Regions from separate parts of the Mus musculus genome. Here regions 2 and 3 are each linked to region 1. A link is a contact called in public promoter capture Hi-C data. All regions are on one chromosome and are shown on one strand. Each heading gives the region's core, a stretch centred on a gene start, on an enhancer-like site or on the middle of the called end of the contact. The rest is flanking DNA. Distances are from core to core; before and after follow the strand shown. Region 1 holds the start of Elovl6 (ELOVL family member 6, elongation of long chain fatty acids (yeast)). Region 2 holds the start of Pla2g12a (phospholipase A2, group XIIA). Region 3 overlaps Enpep (glutamyl aminopeptidase).

Region 1 (3,451 bases), core at 709-3,208:
TTGTTATTTCAGGCTAGCCTTAGACTCATGTAGATCCGCCTGCCTCTGCCTCCCGAGTGCTGGGATTAAAGGCGCGCAGCACCACCACCTGGCTCACAGAGCCATTTCTAGCCAGCGTAAGATATAAAAGATACCTGGTCTCCAAAAATGAAAATACACAGGAGGAGTTCCCCGTCTCAGCCTCAGAGGTTCTGGGACTCTGAACTCAGGTCCTCATGCCAAGCCATTTTCACAATGTGGTGGCAATACCTCTTTCATTCCAGCACAAGGGAGGCAGGGGCAAGGAGAGCTATGAGTTGGAGGCCACACTGATTGATCTATTGCTCTACTGTGCAATTTCCAGGATGGCCAGGGATACACAGAGAATCAAAAAACAAAAACAAATAAAAAACCCAAACAAAAACAAAAACAAATGACATTAAAAACCCAGGGTGTCATTCTATCTCCTTGGCTGACCTGGATCTTGTTACTAGACCAGGCTAATCTCAAACTCACAAAAATCCACATGCTTCTGACTCCAGAGTGTATTAGGATTAAGGACATACCCACCCCCCAATTAAGGACATACCCCACCCTTTTAAGACTTGGGGGGCAGGGGAAGCAAGGATGTCACTGTGAAATTCAGACTCACCTCAAATTTCTGGCAATTTTACTAGCACCAGTCTTCCCGCCTCAGCCTCCAGTGTCTTCCTGAGATGATCTGACTGCATGAAATGCCCTCGCCTCATTTTAGTTGGCTGGTAGGTGAGGAAATGAACATCTTAGAGGGTATTTTCTCTCTGGTCCTAATGTACATCTTTAAACTAATAGGTTCTTAGCTGGGCTGTGGTGGCCCGAACCTTAGTCCCAGAACTTGTGAGTGAGGCAGAGGCAGGCAGATCTCTGAGTCTGAGACCAGCCTGGTTTACAGAGCCAGTTCCAGGGCAACAAGGGCTACACAGAAAAATCATGTCTCGAAAAGCCAAAAGCACCTAAAAAACCCAAACCAAACAAACAAAAAAACCCAATCTTGAAAATCACAAACATTTAAAAAACAAACAAACAAACTAATAAGTGTTGATCAGTATCTTTTGTTGGATCTAAATATTATATTATTAGGTACCTTATTGTCTCTTACTTCCTTCTTCCTTTTAGGACTAGAAAATACCATCCTCCAGAAAAATAAGGAGTATTTGGGAATGGTTGCTGTGAGCTGGTAGCCCAGGGGGAGGATTAGCATTACATAAATCCCTCTCCTACATTAATCTTTTCTTCCTAATTTCACAAGAATAAGGCAGAACTAAAGTAAAGCAGATAGATAAAGTTTTGGTATTTAGATCAGTAGGCCTAATTCTGTATGCCAAATTCCCTTCCTTTGTTCATTAATATCCCCTCCTGGTAGCCAAACCCTCTACCTAACTTCTGCCTCCTAGTCAACCTTGACTTCCCAGGTCCTCATCCTCAGCATCCTGTCTGCACGTGGTCTTAGTTCCGAAGGCTACCTGGCCCTAAGGTCAAGGTAAATCCGCGCCCAAGCTGCCCGGTGGAGGTGGTCTCAGAGGGTGCTGCGGGATCGAGGTAGTGAGGAGACTAGATCGCAAGACGTGATCCTCACATTTATTTGCCTGGAGTTCTCATGCCAGAGAACCTGGCAGATTTTACTATTTCCCAATTGTTTACTCGCCAAGCTTTCAGGTCCACGCGCCTCAGGGCTGCGCCTCTCACTCTGAAACTTCATTCAAAGGCCAGGCAGGGAGGCCCAAGAGGTGGCGAATGGGCTTGAGTATGACCTCAAGGCCACTTCCTCCCTCTTGGCGCCCTTCCCTCCCCTCCCCCAGTCCACCAACCACCTTCTTGTAAACAAAACTATCCCCCAGGGCGATGGGAGGTCTTGCTCTTCTGCGCCCTCTCGCGCAAAGGGTTAATTTTCCCGATCGCACGAGGGGGAGGAGATTTCCCTGTAGACGAGTAAAAAGCGTGATGGACAAACGTGCGGGCACTAAGACCGCAAGGCATTCATTTCCTCCTACGGTGGATGCGGACGCTGGGAGGAGAGCCCCTGAGCTAGGAGCTGGGAGCAGAGGCGCAGGCAATGCTCAACCCTGGATGTAGCTGAGAGGCTGGGAGAGAGATCGGCCAGGAGACTGACGGCGGGGCAATACCTAGGGGGGTGGGAGGGGGAAGCAGACAGGAGAGCACTCAAAATAAAAGGCTCTTTACAGATTTTTTTATTTTGTATAGAGAACACGTAGCGACTCCGAAGATCAGCCCCAATGAACATGTCAGTGTTGACTTTACAAGAATATGAATTCGAAAAGCAGTTCAACGAGAACGAAGCCATCCAATGGATGCAGGAAAACTGGTAGGTGATGCTTTCGCGAGATACTATTCCCGGGAGTGCATTAATGTCGGTATTCCTGGTCTGAGCGTGAGCGGAGCGACGGATGGATTGCCGGCAGTAGCCAGCAGATCGCGGAGTTCCAGGGTCTCATGTCTGCAGGAGACTCTGAAGCTGCATGGAAGCGTGCGGTTTGGGGGGTGCTCTGTGTGAGCCGCGGCCACGCGGGCATCTTTGTGTAGATTATATAACATAGAACATATAATATGTGTACCTGTAATAATATACGGGAGACAGAGGCATGTTACAATCCAGCTATCCCACCTGTGTTGTCTCCCTGCTTTCGCTTAGATTTGGGGGTTCTGCTTGGCCTCCCGCAACTGGAGCGTGCAAGGCAGTGGAGGGAGGACCCGGTCTCCGCTCCCTTTAACCCTCTTCAGCCCGCCTCTCTCTGGTCCTTTCCCTCTCCCCATCCCTCGTGTCCTTCCTTTCTCCTTGTAGTTCTTCCACTTTACTGCCCTCCCTTGACTGCCGCCTCCAGCCGTAGATGCCCAGGGTCCAGGACCCCTTCCCCACTCAGATTACTTTCCGGTTTCATAAAGACATCGGGGAGGAGGGGACAATGAAAACTGCAATAAAAATGAATGAACCCGAGCAAGTGGAGCCACGCCATTATTAAGTTTCTGTGTAAAGGAAACGCCTTTTGGACACGCTTCTCCGCGTGGAGCAGCAGTTTAAGTACTGGAAGGCTCCTGCCAGGGCAGTCTCGGAGGTCTTTCCCCAGAACTTCGAATCCGGGAAAACATCTTGTTTACTGAGTTCCTCCGGTCAGTCTTCTGAAAAATCCCCGTGTGGGAGGCGATCCGGTGTCACCTTGCAGTATTTTAAGAAGGGAGCTCCCTCCTTCCCGTAGACCGTGCTGTGGTTGGAGATGTTTCCCTCCGGTTTAGTGCGAGCCCCCTCGATCTCCCCACCCCCACCCCACCCCCTCTGCGCCGCGGCCGGCCCTCGGGGGGCTTCCGGGCTCCGGGAGGTTCCGCTGCCGCGTGCGAGGGCGCTCGCGACCTGCCTTCCCTCCCTCCATTCATCAATGGGAAACCGGAGACGCCGGCGCTCCCGGGCTGGAGCGGGTGG
Region 2 (3,451 bases), core at 588-3,087, 350 kb after region 1:
CATCCATCCCCAGCTTTCCTTTCAGGAACCCAGGAACCCGTGGCTGCTGGCGGCTACGATGATAACAATGATGATGTGTTTGTAGGTGCACGTAGACGTCTGAGGACAACTTGGGGGAACCCCCTTCTCTCCTTCCACTGCGGGTCTCGGGTACCAAGAGGCTATTAGGCTCATGTAGCAAACGCTGAGCTTTCTCACTGGCTCTTAGCGTTGCTTTTGTCAGAGTACTTTCTCACAGCAACAGGGAAGAAAATGAAGTCACAGATGAGGTTCTCAGGCAGCTTTCCAAAGGCCTTGCAGCTTGAGGGGCCAGCCACACACAGGATGGAGAGCAGCTCCGTGTCCTGGTACCCATAGTGCATCAGAGAAAAGGACAAGCTGGGTGTGGCCTCGTGCCCAAGACTTGAAACCACTGAAGAATTAAAGTTGAAATGGGAGGCAGGGAGGAAGAGGCAGGGGAGGGTGGAGGGCTGACATGAGATATGGAAGACAGGAGATCCCAGACTGTTCCAAGGGAGACTGAAGAAGACAGAAGCCACCTTGGGGAAGGAGAATGCCCCTGGTTCTAGATGGGTCAAGGAAAGAAAATACAGTGTCTGGGGACAAAACTGATGACGACAGGGTACCAGGGAGGGGGATCTGAGTCTGTGGCAATGGTGAGATTTTATTTTAATTATGAGGTGACTGCTGTGGCCATGGATGGCAGATCATAAAGAGAAGTGAGGAACTGAATCCGGTTTAACCAGTCGTGTTATTGCATCCGTGTGCAATAGACGAGAAAAGGTGCCAAAGAATCTGGCATTTGAGAACGTAATCCCCAGAGAGAGACACGCGGCAACCCGTGTCCTCAGAGCACAGGTTATTGTTAAGGTAAAAGACATACATTCAGCAAGATGTAAATGTGTAAAGAAATAGAAAAGAGAGAGGCTTGGCGCCAAGATCCTAGCACTTGAGAGGATAGTGTGTTCAAGGCAAGTTGGAGGGCAGCCTGGGCTACAGGCCAAGACTCTGTCTCAGAAAAATTAACTGAGGGCTGGTCCCAGGTAACCTTACCGCATTTGTCCCGCTTCGGAAGACACACTCCTGCCTCCCTTTCCTCTGCCTAGTCGGTGATTAGCTTTTTCTCTACAGTATTTAGAATTTTAAGGAGGGATAACTGCCAACTTCTCCTTCCTTAGAATTAGAAGCAATGGAGGAAGTGCTCTGGCAGATTGAGCAGAGTTCCATCTTCAACAATCCTCCAGACCATGCTGCGCTGCTAGGACTGCGGCTGATCATAGGGTTCCCACAAGAACCCAGGAGGCAAATCCAGGCTTGGTAGGGTGCAAGGCCAGCCCGTGTTCAAACAGTTTTCTACGCTGGACCCCAGGCCTTGTCCAGTAAAGGCTGGGACTGCGGAGCCCAAGGGAGGCTGTGCTACTGGAGTCGTTCTAAATTATGGTGTCTCGGTAAACAGGAGAGCTTTGTAAAACAAGCAAGCAAACAAACCTCACTAGGAGCTGGGAGGCGGTGGCGCACGCCTTTAATCCCAGCAGGCGGATCTCTTGAGTTCGAGGCCAACCTGGTCTAGGTGAGTTCCAGGACAGCCAGGGCTACACAGAGACCCAGTCTTGAAAAACAATACAAAAAACAAACAAAACAAAACAAAACCAATTCACTGTGGTGTTGAACCAAAGCAATGACTATGTCTAGGGCATTGGCAAGGCGTTTTTAAGACTCCATAGAGGCAGGACCGTAAGCTACGGGAGCGTTCCGGAGACCACGTGGGCAATGAGGCTCCCACGCTCGGGCGCATGCGCACTGTGGGCAGCGGCGCGCGTGCCCGGGCGGGCCCACCGTTCGGCGCAGCTCAGTGACGGGGCGCGAGCTCGCGAGCGCGGAGGAGGCCGGGGGCCTGAGCCGGAGCCGGAGCGCGCGCCGCTGCCCAGCCCCGCCGCGCCGGCCCCGCAGATGGTGACTCCGCGGCCCGCGCCCGCCCGGAGCCCCGCGCTCCTCCTCCTCCTGCTGCTGGCCACTGCGCGTGGGCAGGAACAGGACCAGACCACCGACTGGAGGGCCACCCTCAAGACCATCCGCAACGGCATCCACAAGATAGACACGTACCTCAACGCCGCGCTGGACCTGCTGGGCGGGGAGGACGGGCTCTGCCAGTACAAGTGCAGCGACGGTGAGCCGCGACAAGGGGGCGCGGGGTGGCAGGGGGTTGGAGGCGGGACAGTCCCCGGAGGCTGGGGGGTTGGGGGGAAATGCGAGAATCCGAGCCAGGCAAGTGGATGGGGACGGGTATGAAGCGAGAAAATAAAGGGACTGGTGCCAGGCAGGGGGATGTGTGTGTGTGGAGTGTGGAACAGGTAGATGAACAAGTGTGGAGCAGGTGGATGGGGCACAAGTGGGGGGCTAGAAGATGGAGGGGTACGTGTGGGGCAGGTTGTGGGGCGGGGGACACTTGCGGAGCAGGGGGGCGGGGACAGGGAAGCGGGATGGAAGGACGAGTGCGGGACAGGGGGATTAGGGGAACAGACGCCAGACAGGCATTGACTGCGTCCTCGGGTGTGGAAAGAATGAGCAGCGCTTGGAGCGTGCTGTCCTTGGGATTGAGCAAGCTGGGAACAAATGTGAGAGGTCACCTGAGTGCGCGCTCTGCACTCTGCTCTCCTTTGCATCTGAGCTTCTCGCCCTCTCTCCCCGCCATTGCACAAAGTTGCCTAAGAACTTTCTGATGTACGGGGCGGGGTGGGGGTGGGGGGCGGGAAAGGTGGGAGGGAAGTGGGACAGACTGAGTTTAGCACGTGCGGTCATGCACAGGCGCGCGCACACACATCATGTAATTGGTTCAGCTAAACATAGAAAGCCAAACGACAATTTAAAAGCCATCAGTTGGTGTTAAGTGCCATTTTGTTTGTTTACCTGCAAAGCTAGGTAAAATAAATTGTGGCTTTTGTATAGATTTCTGATGTACTTGGTTTTTGAGGGAGGTATACTGCATTGAAAAAGTTCCCTAACTTCTGGAAAACAATCTAAGACTTGCAGTTTTGTCTTGATTTGATTTTTGAGACAGGGTCTCAGGTAGCCCATGCTGGCATTGAAGTTGGTATGTAGCTGAGACTGACCTTAAACTCCTGTTCCTTGGCCACCCAGGTTTTGGATGACAGACACAAGCCATCTTGTCCGCCTTGTAGCTTTCTTGGGTATCACTGGCCTCTCTTCCTTATTCTCTGTCAATATTAGAGTTTGTCTGCTCATTCCTTTCATTGTTTTTAAACATTCTGTTTGAATCTGAGAACTTGTTTCATGGCAGCGTGAATAGTCATAAAATCAGCACTTAAGGCAGTGATTTGAGTGAGGGTTTTTTGTTGTTTTAGTGTTTTGTTTTATTTTAAAGCATTCTGTGTGTGTGTGTGTGTGTGTGTGTGTGTGTGTGTGTGTGTGTGTGTGTGTTTTGAGGGGTGGG
Region 3 (3,451 bases), core at 329-2,828, 260 kb before region 1:
TGTGTGTGTGTGTGTGTGTGTGTGTGTGTAAAGTAGCTTTCAAAGGAAACTAGACACAGTAGGAAGATATAAGATGTCTCAGGGAATAAAAAACCTCAAGTCATGCAAACCTGATGCCCTGAGTCCAATCCTAAAATTCCACAGTTGTGGGAAGCAGCAAACGCCACTACAAGATGGCGCTGGCTACCACTGGCCACCGCCCATGATTATGGGTAAACAACCAATGTGCGCATGTGCATAAGAGTTTTTTGCCGAGTCACTGCCTGGCCCGATGCATATTAATGAGGTACTGGTAGCATAACCAATCAGGTATGGACATGTCACTCCTAGGCCTATATAAGCAGCGCCATTTCTTGGCTCAGGGTCTTTTCGCCTCTGTAATTGAGCTCTCCCAATAAACGTGTGCAGAAGGATCCTATTGCTGGTGAGTCAGGCGCTCACACACAGTGGAAAAAAGGAACTGGCTCTTGAAAGCTTTGACCATCATGTCCTAAATAGCTCTTTCTAGAGTTACTAATGGCTTTTATATCAATAAATCTAGCTGGCTTTTTTTTTTTTTTTTGATTTTCAGTTTACTCAAATTTTTTAAGTGGAATCAGACAAGAGGCCATATTTTTCTTTAAAAAAAACAAAAACAAAAAAACAAAAAACAAAACAAACAAAACGGTGATGGCGCATGCCTTTAATCCCAGCACTTGGGAGGCAGAGGCAGGTGGATTTCTGAGTTTGAAGCCAGTCTGGTCTACAAAGTGAGTTCCAGGACAGCCAGGGCTATACAGAGAAACCCTGTCTTGAAAAACGAAAAGCAGTAAACAACAACAACAAAAACAACTCCCCTCATACCCTTAAAAGAAAAAAGATGGTGGTGGTGGCTCACGCCTTTCATCCCAGCATTTGGGAGGCAGAGGCAGGCAGATCTCTGTGAGTTCAAGGCAGGCCTTGTCTTCATGGTGAGTCCTAGGACAGCTAAGGATATACAGAGAAACTCTGTCTTGAAAAAAAAAAAACAAAAAAAAACAAAAAAAAAAAAGGAAGGGAGGGAGGGGGAGAGGGAGGGAGGGAGGAAGGAGATAGATAGATAGATAGATAGATAGATAGATAGATAGATAGATAGATAGATAGATAGACAGACAGACAGACAGACAGACAGACAGATATATAGATAAATGAATGCTTAGCAAGCTGAACCCTGCTACAAACCCAGGCTTGCCCTGGTCACCTCTTTCCTCTCCTACTTCCATGCCCCTCCATGCCTGTGAATCTTTCATCTTTACTATTGTTCCATGGTATAGGTCTCACTGTCTTTTGCTGCCAGTTGACCATTGCCTTTTGCTGGGCCTATTAAAGAAGCTGATTGTGTTTCTGAACTCCACTCTGGTCTCCCTGGTGCCTACACTTCCCTATCGCCGACCCAAGCATGCTTTTTCAGAATAAACCCATCATTTCACTTTGTTTCAAACTTCTAGTGACTGAGTTATCATTGTTCTTGGACTAAAAGTCAAACTTTAACACGACTCTATCCCTTTTGACCTTTATCCCTTTCTTTCCTGGTAGCTTCAGCCAAGATCCTCAAGGTTTTGTTTACCCAGCTCATTCCTGCCCTTCCTTCAGTTCAGCCTGAACTTCCTTAGGGAGACCTTGCCGCCAACTTCTTTCAGGTTGCTTAGTTTCCCCTTAGTTGCATTATTTTGCTGTCCCCTGAGCCTCTTTCCTGGGTAATGACTAAGGTTTCATGCATGCATCTGTGTAACTCTTGCTATAATAACATTGCTCTCACCAACACATTAAGTTCTGCAAAAGCAGAAAGTTGGGTCTGTTTGTCTTCCTCATTGCAGCCCCAATACCAAAGATCAAGCCTAGCGCATAATGTGTGCCCTACATTACTCACTAGAGGGAAGAATTACAATTTAAAATGAGGTATTGGGGGTTAGAGAGATAGCTCGACAGTTAAGAACACTTGTTGCTCTTCTAGAAGACCAGGGTGCAATTCTGAGCACCTTCATGGTGGCTTACAACTATCTGTGATGCCAGTTTCAGAGGATCTGATGCCTTCTTCTGGCCTCTCTAGGTATCAGACATGCATATGGTACACACACACACATATATATATGCAGACCAAACACGCATACATATAAAGTAAAATAAATTTCAAATTAAAAATGAAGAAAGAAAATGATAATGAGGATATTTAAGAACAACACTAAGTACGGGAGCTTCCTGGGAAATGGGCAGTTACTGTAAAGCGCCATTTACCAGAAACCGTAAAATTCTTTTATTCAGTAGCAATATGCTATGAAAAGAGTAAAACATAAAAACATGTGGCTAGCGTGATTCCACATGTGTCTAATAAGCATTCATAGAGAAACGACTCAAGAATAGACACCGATCTGATGGCAGAAGTTATTTCTGACCAATTCCATTTTATAGATTACTTAAACACTACTACCACCCAGTTTCTGAAGAGTATACATACTGGTGTTGTAAGAGGAAGATGGGAATTTTTAAAAGGCAAAATGTGTTTGTTGCTGCAGTGAGAGTCTACGAGTCCCATGAACAGCTGCTAATTGCAAGTCATAGTTTTTTAAATGGACTATAATTTCTGCATTATTATTCTTGTTTGAGTCTTATAAACTAAAAACTAAGAGAAGTACTTGGGAGTTAGCAACAAATGCAACGAATAAAAACTGCAAATACTTATATAGACACTACCAATGCTGCAACAAATTGTGTTCATCTCAAGGGCCCAATATCACAGGAAGTGCAGAAGCGTTCTATGTCTTTATCAAAGTAGCTAAAACTACAGTAAGAATTCAAGTATATCTTAAATGGCTTGAAAAACTTAGATGAGATCGTCTGCTTCGACTTAACAAGTGTAAACCTAATATTAGATCATATAGAAATTATTTTGATATATTCAAAACTTATAATAACGTGCTTATTAAATTTTCTTGAGATGTTTACGCCATGTTCATTATGTCAAAATTAATGAATTTTTTCATCCGTGACAAACTAAAATCAAATTTGATCAAACCTCACTGTTGCCCAACTAAACTCACTGATCCTCAGAGTTGTACCTAAGGGTTGAGGAGGCACAGGGTGAAGAGTCATTTCCCATAGAGATTGGAGCTTTGTGTTCAAGGTTTAAACTGGAAAACACAGCAGTGATCTGGCAAACAGCAGTCATAAAGCTTAGTAGAAAAACAGATCATGTATTTGAGGCTAAAAATAAATTGTTCTGAAACACAGGCAGAAACAGCACTCAATCCAAAATTTGGAAAGCATTTAGAAGTTTGGAAATATTTGAATAAAATTTGGCTCATTTCTATTTAACTTGTCTTTTACAATTTTTCATAGGGAAATTCTATTTCTTCAAACCAAACATAATTAATAATGCCTTTTGTGTAACAGACATGTGGCTATTGTATGATTTGTGTGTGTGTGTTGGGTCCAT

What was found. Promoter capture Hi-C pulls out the DNA fragments that hold promoters and counts their contacts.
Region 2: a promoter capture Hi-C map of hippocampal neurons shows a contact between it and region 1, with 2.3 times the contacts expected there. The contact joins the promoter of Pla2g12a here to the promoter of Elovl6 in region 1. A contact is called at or near these places in 2 of 39 promoter capture datasets (hippocampal neurons and pre-B cells), 3 of 484 Hi-C or Micro-C datasets (the G1E-ER4 cell line and embryonic stem cells) and 2 of 115 datasets of contacts at active chromatin or transcription factors (astrocytes and memory CD8 T cells).
Region 3: a promoter capture Hi-C map of liver shows a contact between it and region 1, with 2.6 times the contacts expected there. The contact joins the enhancer-like site here to the promoter of Elovl6 in region 1. A contact is called at or near these places in 5 of 39 promoter capture datasets (the C10 cell line, cranial neural crest, liver and 1 more), 1 of 15 datasets of contacts at CTCF or cohesin (large pre-B cells), 5 of 115 datasets of contacts at active chromatin or transcription factors (craniofacial prominence, embryonic stem cells, epiblast stem cells and 2 more) and 1 of 9 other capture datasets (embryonic stem cells).

What each region holds. Positions count from the first base shown.
Region 1 is chr3:129,530,428-129,533,878 of GRCm38.p6, forward strand. It overlaps Elovl6 (ELOVL family member 6, elongation of long chain fatty acids (yeast)), which reads left to right and starts at 1,959. Exons shown (of 5, transcript NM_130450.2): 1 at 1,959-2,068; 2 at 2,221-2,341. The coding sequence starts at 2,253. It overlaps Gm35986 (predicted gene, 35986), which reads right to left and starts at 1,961. Exons shown (of 3, transcript NR_153368.1): 1 at 1,830-1,961; 2 at 632-737.
Region 2 is chr3:129,876,769-129,880,219 of GRCm38.p6, forward strand. Pla2g12a (phospholipase A2, group XIIA) reads left to right here and starts at 1,838. Exons shown (of 4, transcript NM_023196.4): 1 at 1,838-2,167. The coding sequence starts at 1,951.
Region 3 is chr3:129,271,778-129,275,228 of GRCm38.p6, forward strand. All of the region lies in intron 18 of Enpep (glutamyl aminopeptidase), which reads right to left. Among named protein-coding and RNA genes, the nearest start is that of Enpep, 59 kb to the right of the region's middle. Within about 2 kb of position 1,579, at least 10 of the 459 cell types and tissues checked have an H3K27ac peak or open chromatin away from gene starts, as enhancers often do. A contact at or near this core is called in liver, where this site is marked.